Regions from separate parts of the Mus musculus genome. Here region 1 is linked to region 2. The links are chromatin contacts, called in public HiChIP or PLAC-seq maps. All regions are on one chromosome and are shown on one strand. The core of a region is the stretch at or near the end of the contact, and the rest is flanking DNA. Distances in the headings are between cores, read along the strand shown.

Region 1 (7,485 bases), core at 4,692-7,191, 1.0 Mb after region 2:
TTAACTAGAGCACGCATTTCCAATTTTCTGAGTCAAAGATTAAAATGTAAAAATTCTAACATTTAAATATATCATTATTCAATACACACTTTTTTGTTTGTTTGTTTGTTTGTAGTCCTGGCTATACTGGAACTTGCTATGTAGACCAGCCTGGCCTTGCAAAGATTTGCCTGTCTGTGCCTTTGTGGGCTGGGGATTAAAAATCACCTACCATCACATTTTGTTTTAAACGTTTATTCTTGTTTGAAAACAAATGCCAATTTTGTAGTTTAATTCTGACTTACCACATTTTAAAAGCTAGGCATGGCTATTTTAATTAAAATAATGTGATCATAAGCCACACCCTTATAAAATTAAGATTAACTTTTATTAATGCAAAAGACTCCCTATCTCTCCTATCCAGTGTAAGCCAATGGCTACTGAGCATCTACAATGTGACCAATATAAATGTGGGACTGCAGTTTAATATTGTCATTTTAACTGCTTAAACAGCCAGAGGGGTTGGTAGTTAGCAGACCAGAAGCACAGCACTGGTGCAAGAAACAAACACTAGAACCATGCTTGGTTAATGGACTCCAAGTGCTAACTGAATTCAAAAGAAATGCCTACCCTGAGTAAGCCACACAACCAACAGAAAGATTAAGGCCTATCTCCTATAACAGGAAAGAGTTCGCAAGAAAATCACAATGAGGCAAAGACTGTGTGGGTAGAGGTCTGAGTTGGCAAACAAAACAAAATAAACAACAACTAGGTAATTCATAAGAAATGATGACGAAAAATACCCAGGGCCAAAATAACATCCTTGATTAATGGAGTTCTCCAAAATAAGAACTGAGCGTGTCTCATTCACCCCTCAACCAGCAGACTCCTGTCAATCTAAATTTTCCCTCAAGAGCTAGGTCAAACCAAATATTGTATCTGATCAACTGTTACCTCTGTAGTGTTGCATGTTGAAAGTACCCAATTAGTACCTATCATATCTTTCTTTCTAAACACTTTAAAACCTAAAACTTCCTGTCTGTTGCTTTAATTGCCTACCATTCTTATACTTACAAACTCCAGGAAAGCAAGGAACACATCCTGGCCATAGCAGTACCTTCAATACTCAACACAAAGTCTGCTGTTTATCAGGTGCTCAGAGTGTTGCAAGGGAGAAAATGCAAGTACAGGAACTCACAGGGCTCAGTGCAAGCCCAGGAAAAGCCTTTGCCCACTGAGTCAGACCCAGAGTCTGACACCCAACAACCAAGATTTGGAGTGAGAGGTAGTATTAGTGCCAAACCACTAAATAAACAAAACAAAATCAAGTATGTATTCATTTTCGCATGTAAATAAAAGTGTTTTTATTATAGAGAAACACAGGGGTGGAGGGTGTTGTTGATAAATTTAAAGTTTTTGTTTGTGTGCAAATCCAAAAGTATCCACAATGAGGTGGAGATTGGGGGTGCATCTGCCAGAGGGCACATCTGGAGGTCAAAGGCCAACTACAGTGCTAGTTCTTTCCTTCCATCTTTACATGGAAACTGACGATGAAGTCTGGTCACCGGACTTCTGTGGCCTGACCCCACAGTCATATTTTTGACAGAATTTTTTAATAGCTAAACATCTAGTTATTTCAATTTCAATTTATGTAAACAACACATCTCAGAACAACAGAAATATGGATTAAAAAAATGAAACTTTAAAGAGATACTAGAGAGAGAATTGAGACGTGAAGATCCAGTTCTGCTCTTACAGAGGGTCTGAGTTCAGTTTCGGGCATACACACTCACACTAGGCAGCTCACAACCACCTGTAACTCCAGCTCCATGAGAATGCCATGCCTCTGGCCTCCAATGACACCTGCACATTCTGCACACCCTCCCCCCCAAACTGTAATAAAAATAAATACTTGAAAAGAATTTAAAGTTATCTGGGAATGAGACTACTTTAATATAAAAGCAGAGTAAAGTCATAAAAATGTAAGTGTTGCACTGACTACATATATAAGCCTGATTGTCTGAGTTTGATTCCCCAGATCCACAAAGTCATATTCTGACCTCCATAAATGTTTTATACCATGCACATATGCATGCACCAATCATCCGCAACATACATGCAATACTAACTTTTTTTAATATAAGTACTGGGCTGGAAGATGGATCAGTGGCTAGGAATGCATACTGCTCTTTTAGAGGACCTGATTTTAGATCTCAACAGCCATATCATACAACTTGACTGTAATGCCAGCTCTCAGGGGTTCAATACTCATTTCTGGACACCTCCCCACCCTCAAGAAACCAGTGTTCACTCCATGTACACACACAAACACACACACACACACACACACACTCTTACTTTTCAGATGAAATAAAAATGTAAAAGTAATAACCAAGATATTTTAAAAATTCAATGAAGTAAACAGGGGTTAGGAGAGAGGAGAAAGGAGGAAGGCCTATAAGCAAATACAAGGGAAATGAAGAGCCAGAAAAAATATTTGCAATACAGAGTAAAAGACTGCTATCCTAGACAGATAAAAGGCACAATAAAAAAGATCTTACAAGTATAAACACTGAATCATGGCCAATCTGAACTAGGACACGCTGCAGGTAGATGGTACACATCAGCTCCAGAAGTGCAAAATAGCCCACAAATAATCTCTCACATTCACCGCATATTCAAAGTACTGCATCTTAGGTTAAATCAAAATATATTTCACTGCCTTTCTCTTGTCCTAGGGCCACGAGAAAATTTTAAATTAACATGGCTCAGATTTGCAATTTGCATTCATTTCTATTGGCACAACCAGTGTAGGTTATATAAACCACAGTAAAACTGTGTCTGAATTTTATCTCATGGATCGAAAAGTCACTGAAGGACTTTGAGCCTAGGACTATCATATCTATAAACACATTCAGGGCTGGCAAGATGGCTTAAGTGGGTAAAAGTTCTTGCTGGGCAAGCCTGAGACCTGAGTTTGATCCCAAGAACCCATGTAAACATAGAAGAAACTACAAAGTTGTTCTGACCTCTACATACACACATTTCACTTCACTTTACATCATATCACATACATACACACCCACACACCCAGAGAGAGAGAGAGAGAGAGAACACACACACACACACACACACACACACACACACAAACATCTTCTAGACACTAGAGCAACCAGCACAGACTATAGGGAGCAAAACCTGAAGGAAGGGTAACAATTAGATGAGTACGATTATCATCTTCTATAAAACAAAGGAGTGGGGACATTACATTTGGAGTAAGTTTTGAAAGTGGAGCCAGCCTATCCACATTTAGAACCCTTAGAACACCTAGACTCACACTATCCTGCCTCAGTCTCTGGAGTAGCTGGGACTACAGTGGCATAAACAAGACACACACACACACACACCCTACACACTTTGATAAAAATTTTAAGAAAAAATTTGAAATGCTTATAAAGACTTTAAAATGAATGTTCATGTGCATTGACTCAGCATCGGTACCAAGACTGAATCCTAAAGAAACATGTAGTAGCTTAGGAGATACAAAATACACAGGAAGACCACAGGTATGCTTGACAAAATGTTAATTAACAATGCTTATCTGTGGAAGTACTTGTGTTCCTACACATCTTCAAAATGTGGGAGAAATCCCCAAACTCTCTGTCAGTGTGATTTGTAGTAAAATATAGAACTAAGTTTTAAAAGCAGAAGCAACTACACTATAAAAACAAAACATCTGCAAGCTACAAACATCAAAAAAATGCCCCCTAGCCAGATGTGGTGGCACACGCCTTTAATCCTATCACTGGAGACAGTTGACTGGGGGAATCTCTATGAGTTCCAGGCCAGCCTAGTCTATATAGAGAGTTCTAGGCTTTATAGTGAGACCCTATCTAAAAAAATTAAAAAGCTCCTCTCTCATGCCTTCAACAAGTTATTCAAAGCATACACACACATGCGCGCACACACACACACACACACACACACACACACACACAAAGGAGCAAAATTAAAAAATTAAAGACATTTGTCTAGAGCAAACCCTAGGACATTCTTAAACCTAAAAAATACTTCAATGTGTGGTTGACAAGTCTTGAAAAACTTAGTACACTCACATAGTCTTCTCAAAAGTGGCGGAGGGTCACGTGGGTCCTAATGTTTCCCTTAAAGGATCTGCTCTCTGACACTCTCCCTCCAACAAAGCCTGTGCCAACTAGGCAGACAAAGCTTACTCCAAGTTTCTTTTGCAAGACGGACGGTTTTAAGGCAAAGAAGACTCCTCAATAACCTGCCAGAGACTGCAGGGAGGGGAGGAGTGGTGGAGAACAGACAGGGTGGCTTCACAAAACATGGAGTTTTCTCCCACTTGCTGGTTTTGCCCTGAGAAGTACCAAAGGGTGCCAAACTTTCCACAGCCGGTTTGAAGGGATTCGGTGTAGAGATTAACAGAAATCTTAGTTCCTCATGCAAACATAGCAACTAGGAACCAGTCACAAGAACAGTGAGTCTTCCTGATTAAAGGAAGGAAGCAGAATCGTAACGTTTTCATCTCTATTTTATTACTGATTGCCTACAACTTTCTACCACGATCTACAGTATTTACTTTTCGACAGGCAACTTGGGCAACAACAGCTGCAAGAAGAAAAGTTCCCAGAGTACACTTGTTAGAAGCAAAACAAGAAACACCATCGAAACACTGGGGTGAAGGGAGGAACACAGCATTAAGAAACAATGAAATGGATGAACCACAACCATACACTATCTGTCCAAAGTTCAAAGGGCAAGGAACCTAAAGTGACACTGTTTGAAGAGATTAGTGTGTGACAAAACTAATTTTTAAAAGGCTAGAGAATGAGCAAATCCACCGAGTCTAGAATGTTTATTTACCTCAGTAAGAAACAGTAAACTGGGTTAGGCCAGATAAGAAACTCGTGAACACATACAAGTTTGAGTAATGTTCTAGTTCTGGCTCTGGAGTGAGGAGTCTGAAAGTTTATGTTTTCTCTCTTTATAGTACATTGTGTTGTGTATTCTCCCAGGACTGACCATTACTTTAAAAACTTTGTGATATAACTCATATTGTGAGTTTTGACATTAACACAGGAAAGTATGGCTGCAGTCAAAACAGCAATCAAGCCTGAAATTTTCCTATCTGTGCCTATTACCCCTCTTACATGTTTGTCTCCCCGCCCCACCCCACCCCCACCCCGAGACAGGGTTTCTCTGTGTAGCCCTGGCTGTCCTGGAACTCACTGTGTAGAACAGGCTGGAATCCGCCTGCCTCTGCCTCCCAAGTGCTGGGATTAAAGGCGTGCGCCACCACGCCCGGCTTACGTGTTTTTTAAATGTTAAAAAAAAAAAAAAAAAAAGGAAAAAGGAAAAATTAAGACAATGTCTTTTCTCCATTTAAATGTTCATGGTTTACCAAAAAATTGTCCCCGCAGGCCTGGAAATAATACATAAAACAGCAATTGCCATAAAATACTTCATAAATAATCTCAAAAGCCTACGTGGCATTTTAATTAGGAAAAGGATAAATTTCGAATATAGTTTGAAAGTGACGTTTAATTTCGGTTTTCGGAACCACTAGGTGCTGACTACCAAGCTAGTTAGCATGCACGGCTTGGAGGTGACCCCAAGGCCCCAGTTCCCACAAACGCCTGACAATTCTGGATGATGATGGCAAATCACTGAGTTCTGATAGAGTTAGATTGACTTCAGACGCCACACTCCGTGTAGCTTGTTTACGCATCCAACAGTGAGAAACTTGAAAACGCTCTCAGAGGAGCAGAGAGCTTGGAATCCCGGAGACTCCCTCTGAGCCTTCTCTAGCCTCAGCCTACCAAAGGGACGTGAGGACGCTGCCCGGCGTGCGGCAGCTGCTCCGGACTGGCCCCAGGCGCGCCCACCCCGACCCCGAGCTCAGCGCGCGCCCGGGGAGCCCGGGACCGCGCCCCACCGGGACCGCGCCCTCCGCTCGCCACTGCGAGGCCACCTGCTGCGCCGCCCGCCGCTTCCGGCTCCCAGGCCGCCCGGAGGCTGCGCCCACCGCTGCCCGCACTCCTCACCTGGCGGCGGCCCTCTCCGCCGGACGCGCTGCCGCCGCCGCCTCTCGCCGCCGCTGAGAGTGAGGACAGGTGAGGCCGCCAAACCCCCACTCGCTCCCGGCCCGCCGCCGCCGGCCCTCCGTCCGCTGTTTATTAAACTTTTCTGTTTGGCTGCTCGGCCTGTGACGCGGCCTCAAGGGAGCGCCCGCGATTGGCTCTCAACGCGCGCTGACGCGGCAGTCCCAGCCCGCTGCCTAATTATGACCGGCCCGGGCGGGGCCGCGGGCCGGAGGCGGCGTGGGGGCGGGGCCGGATCTCGGAGAGTGCTATTATTGGTCAAGGCATTTGAGGGGCGTGGCACAGAGGCGCTGCTTTTCTCTCGGCCACGCCCCTGCCTCGGCCAGGTCAGCGGGCTAGGTTAGCTTTTTGATGTTGCCTCAGGAGCAAGAGGGCTCTGGTGCAGACTTGGGGGACGGCGAGGGGATGGGGTGTCTGATGACGTAGCTCCGGGCTCTGCATCCTCCCAGGGATAGACTACCCTTGTCTAGAGCTGGTGTTCCACCTGCGTAGTTTGAGAGACGACATAGATTGAGATTCTGTTGCCCAGGCCCCTAGAAGACCAGGAGGGCCAGCCCAAAGTGCCAGGTCTGAACTCTGCCCTGTCCTGAACCACGATTTACAGAGAGCGAGACCTGAGGCGTGTGTGCTCGCTTGTGTAATACACACCTACACGCCTGGACTCGGGAAGCCCCCTGGACCTTCTCGCGGAAGCGGTAGATTCTAGTCCAGCAGCCCTGCACAGGTTGTGCGGGAGAAGTGGGGGACAGCTCTCCTGAGATTTCCCCAGCCCAAACAGGATTGCCTAGAGTCCTGTCTTTATTTGAAATTATGTTATTTTGTTAGTCTTGGGGTTGTGCCTTTTGGTGTTTTACAATGTTTATCTTTGTCACTGTGCTCTCTTTACCTATTTCCCTGAAATTTCTGCCCTATTTTTACAGTAATAGGGGCTCATGGTCACAAGGTTGAGATACGGCTAACCATGTGTGGTTTGGGCTGCTTTCTGTAATCCTGTAGAATAAGGAGGAGACAGAATAGAGGACATGGTGGAGGTCAGGTAGAATTCTTTGAAGAAAAGGTGGCATTTGAAAAATTCTTATGACTTCATGGAAAACGAAAGGAAGTGTTCCTGAAGAGGGCTTGGGAGAAACACACAATGCTCTTGTGAGGTGACAGACAAGTTTCTGGGGCAGGATATTCTAAAATAAATCACCAAAGCTAAGCCTGGCCAGCCACCGTGGCCCAGGCCTTTATACTTTCAGCATGGAGAGGCAAAGAAAAATATACCTCTGTGAGTACTAGGTCAGCCTGGTGGATATAGCAAGTTCCAGGGTGACCAGAGCTAAGTAGTGAAACCCAGGGCCAAATAAAATAAAGCTAAGCCTGCTGTTCGAAACCAGAG
Region 2 (7,684 bases), core at 1,816-4,315:
GGTCCAGAGTCAGCAGAGGGCAAATTGAACCTCAGTAGCACAGAAGACTTGCTAGAGAAATGCTTGGCATCTGGTTCTAGAGCAAAGCTGAGACTTCCCTAGGCAACCATGCATGACAGCAAGCATAGTGTCCTCTAGAAGAAAAGGCAAAGCCAGGGCCCCATTCAGGTGATGCTTCTGATGTATTCATGTGTGGAAGAGAAATATTTTACTGTGCTGGGGTGGCTCTCAAGTCCTGCGCATTCGGGAGTCACCTCTGTGAGGTGACTGCCATCCATATCTACAGATTGTTGGATGATTTTACAGAGAAGCATATCCAATGCCATCAAACCATCTTAGAAAAGACCTTAGTGTATGTCTGTGGTGGTTTGATTGAGAATGGCCTCCAAGGCTCATATATTTGAATTCTTGTTCCCCAGTTGGTGCAGTTGTTTAGGAAGGATTAGGAGGTGTGGCCTTGTTAGAGGAAGTATATCACTGGAGGTGGGCTTTGAGGTTTAAAAAGCCCACACCATTCCAATCCACCCTCCTCTACTGCATTGTTGTCTCAACATGTAAGCTCTCAGCTACTGTTCCAGCACCAGGCCTGCCTACTGACATTCTCCTCGCCATTATGGTCATGGACTCTGACCCTTTGTAATTGTAAGCCTAATAAGCTCTTTGTTCTCTATAAGCTGCCTTGATTGTGGTGTCTCTTTACAATAATAGAAAAGTAACTAAAGCAATATCTGTGTGTCTGTCTCACTTTTCTTTTTTTAAATGAACTTTGCTTTGTTTTGTTTTTTATTTTAAAAAACTTACAAAGAAATAAAAAAAAAATCACACTCTAGAATTAACCAGACTCAAAGGCTATACAACTTATATACAATTCGAATTGGGCTTTGAAATGAAAGCCGTGAAGCTTCATATTAAATTTTACATTTCCAGGGTCAGATATAATGTATGTACTTATTTGCCACTCAAAGCAGAAAAATCCACGATCACATGATCACTACAACTTTCCATCCCCTTTCCAACTTGTTCTCACCACCTGCATCCAATCCTTCCTTGTCCCTTATACTCAGCTTTCCTCTTTCTGTCTTTGTGTGATATATCAACACATTTGTTTACATGTGTATATATAGTATTGGCTAAATCCAACATGCTCTCATATAAACATGTGCTTTACTTCTGAGACTCTATGGCTTGGGTTAATAGTATACATTCTATGTCATCTGTTTTCCTGAAAAAACTTTTTTTCTGATTTTTTTTATTTAACTTTTCTTTAGAGCAGAGAAATATTCCATTTTGTGGCTATCCCTTTCTTCTCTTCTCTTCTCTTCTCTTCTCTTCTCTTCTCTTCTCTTCTCCTCTCCTCTCCTCTTCTCTTCTCTTCCTTTTTCTCTCCTTTTTCTTCCTCATGTGTACTTGTATGTATGTGTCCTTGTTCCTGTGAGTATATGGGTGTAGAGGCCAAAGGGACTTCAGGTGTTGTTCCTCAGAAACTACATACCTGTGTTTTGAGATGGTCACTCGCTGGTTCAGAGTGCCCCAAATAGGCAAAGCTGGCTGGCTACCAGCCCCAGGGATTTGCCTGCCTCTGCCTTTCCATGTTGGTCTTGTGATGTTGTTTTTGATGTGGGTTCTTGGACTGGGCCAGGACCTTATGGTTCTCTGGAGCTCCTTTATTGATTAGTTGTCTTCTCAGAACCCACATTTTACCTTTTAATCAACACCTCTTACGTTGCATTATCTTTGGAAAAGGTCTTTTAAATTAATCCCAAACTTAATTTGATTTCTACACAAAATTTATTCAGGCAAATGTTCCCTGGCTCAGCACTTGGTGAATGAGGGGAGAGGGAGGAGGTAAGGCAAGAGGATGAGAGATGGGGACTAATCAGAGAATACAAAATCATTTTCTTAAATGTGAGTGGTATTTTAAGACAGTGTGGGTGCCCACAGAGCTCCCACAGAGGCCGGATTGGGCATCAGATCCACAGGAACTGGAGTTACCGGTGATTACTAGCCTCCGTGTAAGTGCGGGAATGGAGCTTGGATCTTTTAGAAGAGCAGCCAGTGATCCTGAGTCATCTCTCCAGGTTCATGGGAAGTATCTTGAAGGTCATTTGGGTACAGGAAATTGGGTTACCTTCAGTTACATTAAATGTAACCTGTCGTACATATCTGCTTGAGAAGGGTCTTAGGACCCTAGAGAGAAAAGACTACAGACAGAAACAAGAGAAGAAGGTAGGAAAAAAGAAGGGAAGAGGGAGAAAAGGGAGAGAGAAGAAGGGTTGAAAATGGAATCACAGGCAATAAGATCCATTGAGAAAGGTCTGGGAGTGGCCAAGGCTGTTAAGAATGGTGTAGAAGGTCAACTGCTTCCTGTTTTCTGTCAGACTAGAAGCCTGTCTTTGTGATCTCTCTGCCAGCACAACAATGCTCTGTTGGTTGAGTGAATAAGTTACAGAAGGGTCTACTGGCCATGTGGGATGATGCAGAGAGGACAAAAGAGCAGCCACAGAACGGCCTTTGTGTTAGTGTGGACCATATTGCTGGTGTGAACAGGGAAGGAAGCCAAAGGCAGGGCAGATTGCTCAAGATGTGGGATGCTGAACAGAGAAATCAGAGAGAGAGATAGAGAGAGAGAGAGAGAGAGAGAGAGAGAGAGAGAGAGAGAGAGAGAGAGAGAGAGAGAGTGCACATGCTCGCACATACATGTGTTTATATTTGTCTGTGTGCTGTCTTAAATACCTTGGCTCCTTGCCTGGCCTTCCCTACAGAACACCTGCTTCCTCCCCTGGCTGTCTTACTTGGCAATGCTCCTTGCCCGACATGTGGCCCCACCCAATCAGGAAGCCAAAGAGATTCATCAAGGCACCTGTTCTCCTTTCCTGGGTCTGCAGGAGGAAAGCAAAATGTCTACCCTTTCAACATTTCCTTCTGGTTTGCCTTCTAGATTCTGCCTCAGATCCAAATGAAGTGTTTGCTGAAGGGGGAGTCAGGGAAACACATTCACAGGATACCCCGCCCTCTCTGGTTGCTAGTCAGCCCGGCACGTTCAGCTGCCTGAAAGTCTGTACTTCCTGTTTGGTAACACAGCTCCTCCTTCACTGTGTCTTCACCAAGGAACTCAAGAATTTCCTTCCCCATCCACCTCACTGAAGCTTGTCAATGGGCAGTTTGACAAATCTCCTGCTTTCTTCTAGGGGATTTCCAGAGGCCTTACTTCACCCCTAGCAGCCTTCACTGCACGCCTCAGCAACACAAACTTAAGTAAGTTCTTCTTCTGTGAAACTGGGAATCTCACCCTCAGACCCGGGGAAGGATGAACTAAAACAACGTGCGTGAACATATCTAGCATAATGCCTATGGTGGTTTGAGTAGGGACAGCCCTCATAGAGTTGTGTGTTTAAGTGCTTGGCCAATAGGCACTGGCACTAGTAGGGAGTGTGGCTTTGTTAGAGTAGTTGTGGCTTTGTTGGAGGAAGTATGTCACTGTGGAGGCGGGCTTTGAGGTCTTATATGCTCAAGCTATGCCCAGTGTGGCAGTCTCCTTCTGCCTGTAGATCAAGATGTAAAACAAAGCCCCTCCAGAACCATGTCTGCCTACCTGATGTCATGTTTTCCACAATGACAGTAATAGATTAAACCTCTGAAATTGTAAGTCCAATTAAACGTCCTTTATAAGAGTTGCCATGGTCTTGGTGGCTCTTCACAGTAATAGAAACCCTAAAACAGTGTCCTTTGTTGAAAGGGCTCAAGTTTCAGCAGCTGCCTTCCTGTCTACCTACCATCCTTTGGGTGTAAAGCTAGAGGAAGAAGCTCCAAGAGAAGTTATGGTGCTGGAGTCTTCAATATACGGAAGGGAAGATCTAAGTCTCACAACAGCCTGTAGAGGGAGCCACTCAAAAAGCCCAAAGTAGCAGCTAAGGACACCTAGACTTAGAGAGGATGGTTTCCGAGTCTCCCCACCTCCAGAAGGCAAAGTTAATTTCTCGCGAACATCTTGTACTCCCACAAGCAATCATTCTCCCTCTGCTTTAGCTATTGGGGTGACTACTTGTGGTTAGCAGAGCATCTCAGATTCCTGGACTCAGCCTCCCCACCACAAAGTAACCCTGCTGCTGATACACCAGCGCGTGAGCCATGTGACCCGCGAGTGTTACTGCCAACAGTTGGCAGGCCCGGAACTTCCGGTTTGGTTCTGCGAAGCTTCATATGTCTCTGCACAGTGAGCTTAAAGAGAGTGCTTCTCTATGCCAGAGTACAGGAAGCCTGCAGACATTTCTAATGCTCAAGGGCAGCAGCTTTGCATGTTGCAGGGGACACACGTCCCACTGAGCACACCCTCCTACCTGGCTGCAGGTGGGCAAGGTGTGCCCAGAAGGGTCTGTGACCTTCTCTTTCTCCTCCAGTTTCTTCTGAGGCTCGCTGTCATTTTTAAAGTATTTTCTGGGTGGAGGCTTGGGTTTGGAGGATGTCGGCTTTCTCACCAAAATCTCAAAAGATTTCTTCAGTCTCAGTGGTGGGTGGCTCTCTCTTTCCAAGCTCTCAGGAAGGGGTGGGCTCTCCTGCTGAGGCCTGGATGGGACCCCTGGGCACGGCTCTTGCTCCTCCCCTGGGGACAGGCTGGGACTGTGTGTGCTGCCTTCCCTCTCAGAAGGCTGTGGCTCCGCACCTGCACTGCAGGGACTTCCCCCTGGTGACCCAGACATGTAGCTGCTGTCACTGCTGGATCGGACCATGATCTTCTGGGCCCTTCGATGTGGGGGCGCTGAGTGCTTCTCACGTTCTTTCTCCAAGGTAGGCCGCCCATGCCAGCTGCTCTCCAGCCTTTTGACACCTGCATGGTAAGCACAAGGAAACATTCAAACTGAGCCTCAAAAGACCAGGTGGACCACAGGCAGCACCCTGTGCATCCAACTGCTCTAGTAGAAGACTCGTAGCCTGGGTAGCCTTGGGTTCAGACTCCGATGAGTTTTCTAACGTTGAGTTAAGAGCATCATTCAACCTTTCTGAGCCTGCATGTGACAGCCACAGGGACACACCACTCATACCACACAGCATTACTATTCATGCAAGAGCTCAGTGCCCCAATTGTGGGAAGACTGGTGAGCTACCATGCCAATGTGGGAGGGATTTTAGTTTCAGGGTCTGGTGGAGGTGAGGGCAGTTTATACAGATCTACCCATTCCTGCCAACTCATTCTGACTTGAGTAGATCATGCTAGCTGCAGAGCCCCAGCACTGTCTGATCTCAGTTCCACCAAACTCTACTCCTCTATTAAACTCCCTCTATAGGAGCAGATCCCAAGGAAATCTAAATTATATCTTATGTGCTACGCGCTATCTGGGATGAGCCTAACACTCCACTTCTGCTTGTGTGAAAGGAGCTGCAGTTCTACCTGCTAAGCTCTCTTTGAAGTTCAAGAGCAAAGAAAGAAAACATTTGGAGGTGCTTTGAACCTTACACCTGAAGGGGTACCATCTTCCAACAAAAGAGGGGCAGATGCAGCCCGCCTGCCTCCCTTCCTTTCTTACTCCACACCCATGGTTTCCTGAACAGTGGCATTGGCACATCTCTAAGATGCTTTCTAGTTCTTCCTAGTGACAAATGGTCACAGGTACCCCTTTCTTGAAGCTGCAACTCAAGGCAATGGGAGCCACAGAGACCTAGTGACTTATGGATTCATTCAGTAGAACCAGGAGAGCTAAAGGGACCCTTATGAGAAAACATCAAAGTGAGTGAGACTCCAGTCCAAACACACTTTAAAGGAAAAGCTTTTGCTCTATCTTGGTCACAGAATAACACATCTTTATTTGAGAGACCTAAATCACTGAAGGAAGGCATAAAAGCTAACATCCCCCTGCATCTGATCATCTTCTCCTCTTCCACTATTAAGAACAGCGAGTGACAGTGTTGGGGATGGGAGGGATTCCCTGTCACTCCCCTGTGCTTCTGTGCATATGGGATGTGTAGAGCCCTGAGTAGGACATAGCGGAAATAAAATGGGGTCCTGCCATCTCCTCTGAATATTTTCCCACATATTTCAGCTTCCTTGACAATATCAGGTTGTCCTTGCATATGGATGTTCCAAGGTGACCTGGCTAATGCCCAAAGGCTAAGCACAGGAACCACCTAGCAAGCCAGGTCCCTGACCAGTTTTTCCATGGACTGGTAACATGACTGGCAAGGCATCTTCCAGGGCCTTGCTTATTTTGATAATATGTACATAAAAATTAGATGTGAGGATGTAGTGAAATAATACATTACATTAAGATTAATTAGTAATTACCAGTGCTTATTATTACAGAGTAGGGACTGCAAATTTGAAGCCTACTGGGGCACTATCTAGGCAAGGCCTACAGCTACCTCTGGCAGACAATGAAAGGGATGGAACTGACTGCGGAGCATCTGCCACTTTTAAATTTGCCCACGCAGGAAAAAAAAATGTGAGCCAAATTTCCCTGGCAGGCTCCTGCCTTTCAACTATCATCTAGTATCAAGCACACTTACCAAGACTGCTCTCATAGTGCTGAGGTAGAGGGCGGGTTAATGGCCAAACCCCAAGCTTTCTCAGGAGATAAAGTTTCTCAAATCAACCTTCACCACTTCCCTTACCTTCCAAGCTCCACTGGTGCCTGTCCTTCCCAAACTTGACGCCTTCCACAGCCTGAGCCACAGCTTCCTTGAGTTGCTGTTCAGAAACCTGGAAAACATCCACGACCACCTCAAGCAAGAAGCAAAGGCAGGCGCAGCAGATTCCAAAGTCTGAACCTGCTGTTGTCCATGCATGGCTTCACTTTCCACTCTGCAAGAGCTGACCAATCAGCTTCTGGAAGTGCCCTGAGCAACACCCTGTCCCCAGGGTCTTCCTGGTGTAGATCAGTGTCCATCAATAAAGGTGTCACCAGTGATCACCTTGGTTCTTCCTCCAACCTTCTTCTTACCACTGCAAAACTCCCACGGTGGCGAACAATTATTTATAACTGTAGTATCGAGGAATATGACACCCCCTTTTGTCTTCCTTATGTACTGCATGAACACAGTGCGCTGACAGAAGCAGGCGAACACCCATACACATATAGTAAAATAACAGTCAAGTGTGAGTCTAGGAATCAAGCAGAGTTATACCCCGATCCCAGTTTCTTCGTAGACTAGACACAGACTCTAAGACACACAGCTTAACCTTCTAAATCTCAATTTCTTGTTCTGTAAACTATAACAACAAAATCTTCACAGTGTAGAAAGAGTGTATTTTACAAAATAAATTAAGGGTAATGTGAGAAACAAAAGATAAAAACAATAAATAAACCTCCTAGGCAGAAGGGGCAGGTCAGAAGTTAAGAGCACACACCGCTCTTGTAAATGACAAGACTTCGGTACCCAGCAGCCATGCAGGGTGGCTCACAACTGCCTGCATTGACTCCAGGACTCCTGACCTCTGGGGCACCTGCACTCCCATGCACAGACCCATGCACAGATATATATGCACACACATCATTTTCAACAGTAAAATAAATAATAAAGAAGTAGCTAACACCAAAATTTCGAAGTATGTATTCAAGGACATAGTCAACAGACTGAAAAGACAACTCTCAGACGAGGAAAAAAATACCTATAAATCGTATATCTAGTGAAAATATAAAAATCCAGACAATAAAGGACAATAACAAAAACCAAAATTTATTTGGAAAAAAAT

Evidence for each region. HiChIP or PLAC-seq counts read pairs in DNA pulled down with a chosen protein or histone mark.
Region 1: a contact with region 2 is called in an H3K27ac HiChIP or PLAC-seq map of thymic regulatory T cells, with 5 times the contacts expected there. The contact joins the promoter of 2610206C17Rik here to the enhancer-like site in region 2. A contact is called at or near these places in 4 of 39 promoter capture datasets (cranial neural crest, liver, maxillary cranial neural crest and 1 more), 3 of 484 Hi-C or Micro-C datasets (B cells, CD4 T cells and pre-B cells) and 2 of 115 datasets of contacts at active chromatin or transcription factors (regulatory T cell precursor and thymic regulatory T cells).

The regions. Positions count from the first base shown.
Region 1 is chr7:84,683,699-84,691,183 of GRCm38.p6, forward strand. 2610206C17Rik (RIKEN cDNA 2610206C17 gene) reads left to right here and starts at 5,942. Exons shown (of 5, transcript NR_038175.1): 1 at 5,942-6,116. Zfand6 (zinc finger, AN1-type domain 6) reads right to left here and starts at 6,259. Exons shown (of 7, transcript NM_001360578.1): 1 at 6,048-6,259.
Region 2 is chr7:83,656,461-83,664,144 of GRCm38.p6, forward strand. Il16 (interleukin 16) reads right to left here. Exons shown (of 19, transcript NM_001360087.1): 11 at 6,604-6,691; 12 at 4,338-4,825. Among named protein-coding and RNA genes, the nearest start is that of Stard5, 28 kb to the left of the region's middle. Within about 2 kb of position 3,066, at least 149 of the 459 cell types and tissues checked have an H3K27ac peak or open chromatin away from gene starts, as enhancers often do. A contact at or near this core is called in B cells and liver, where this site is marked.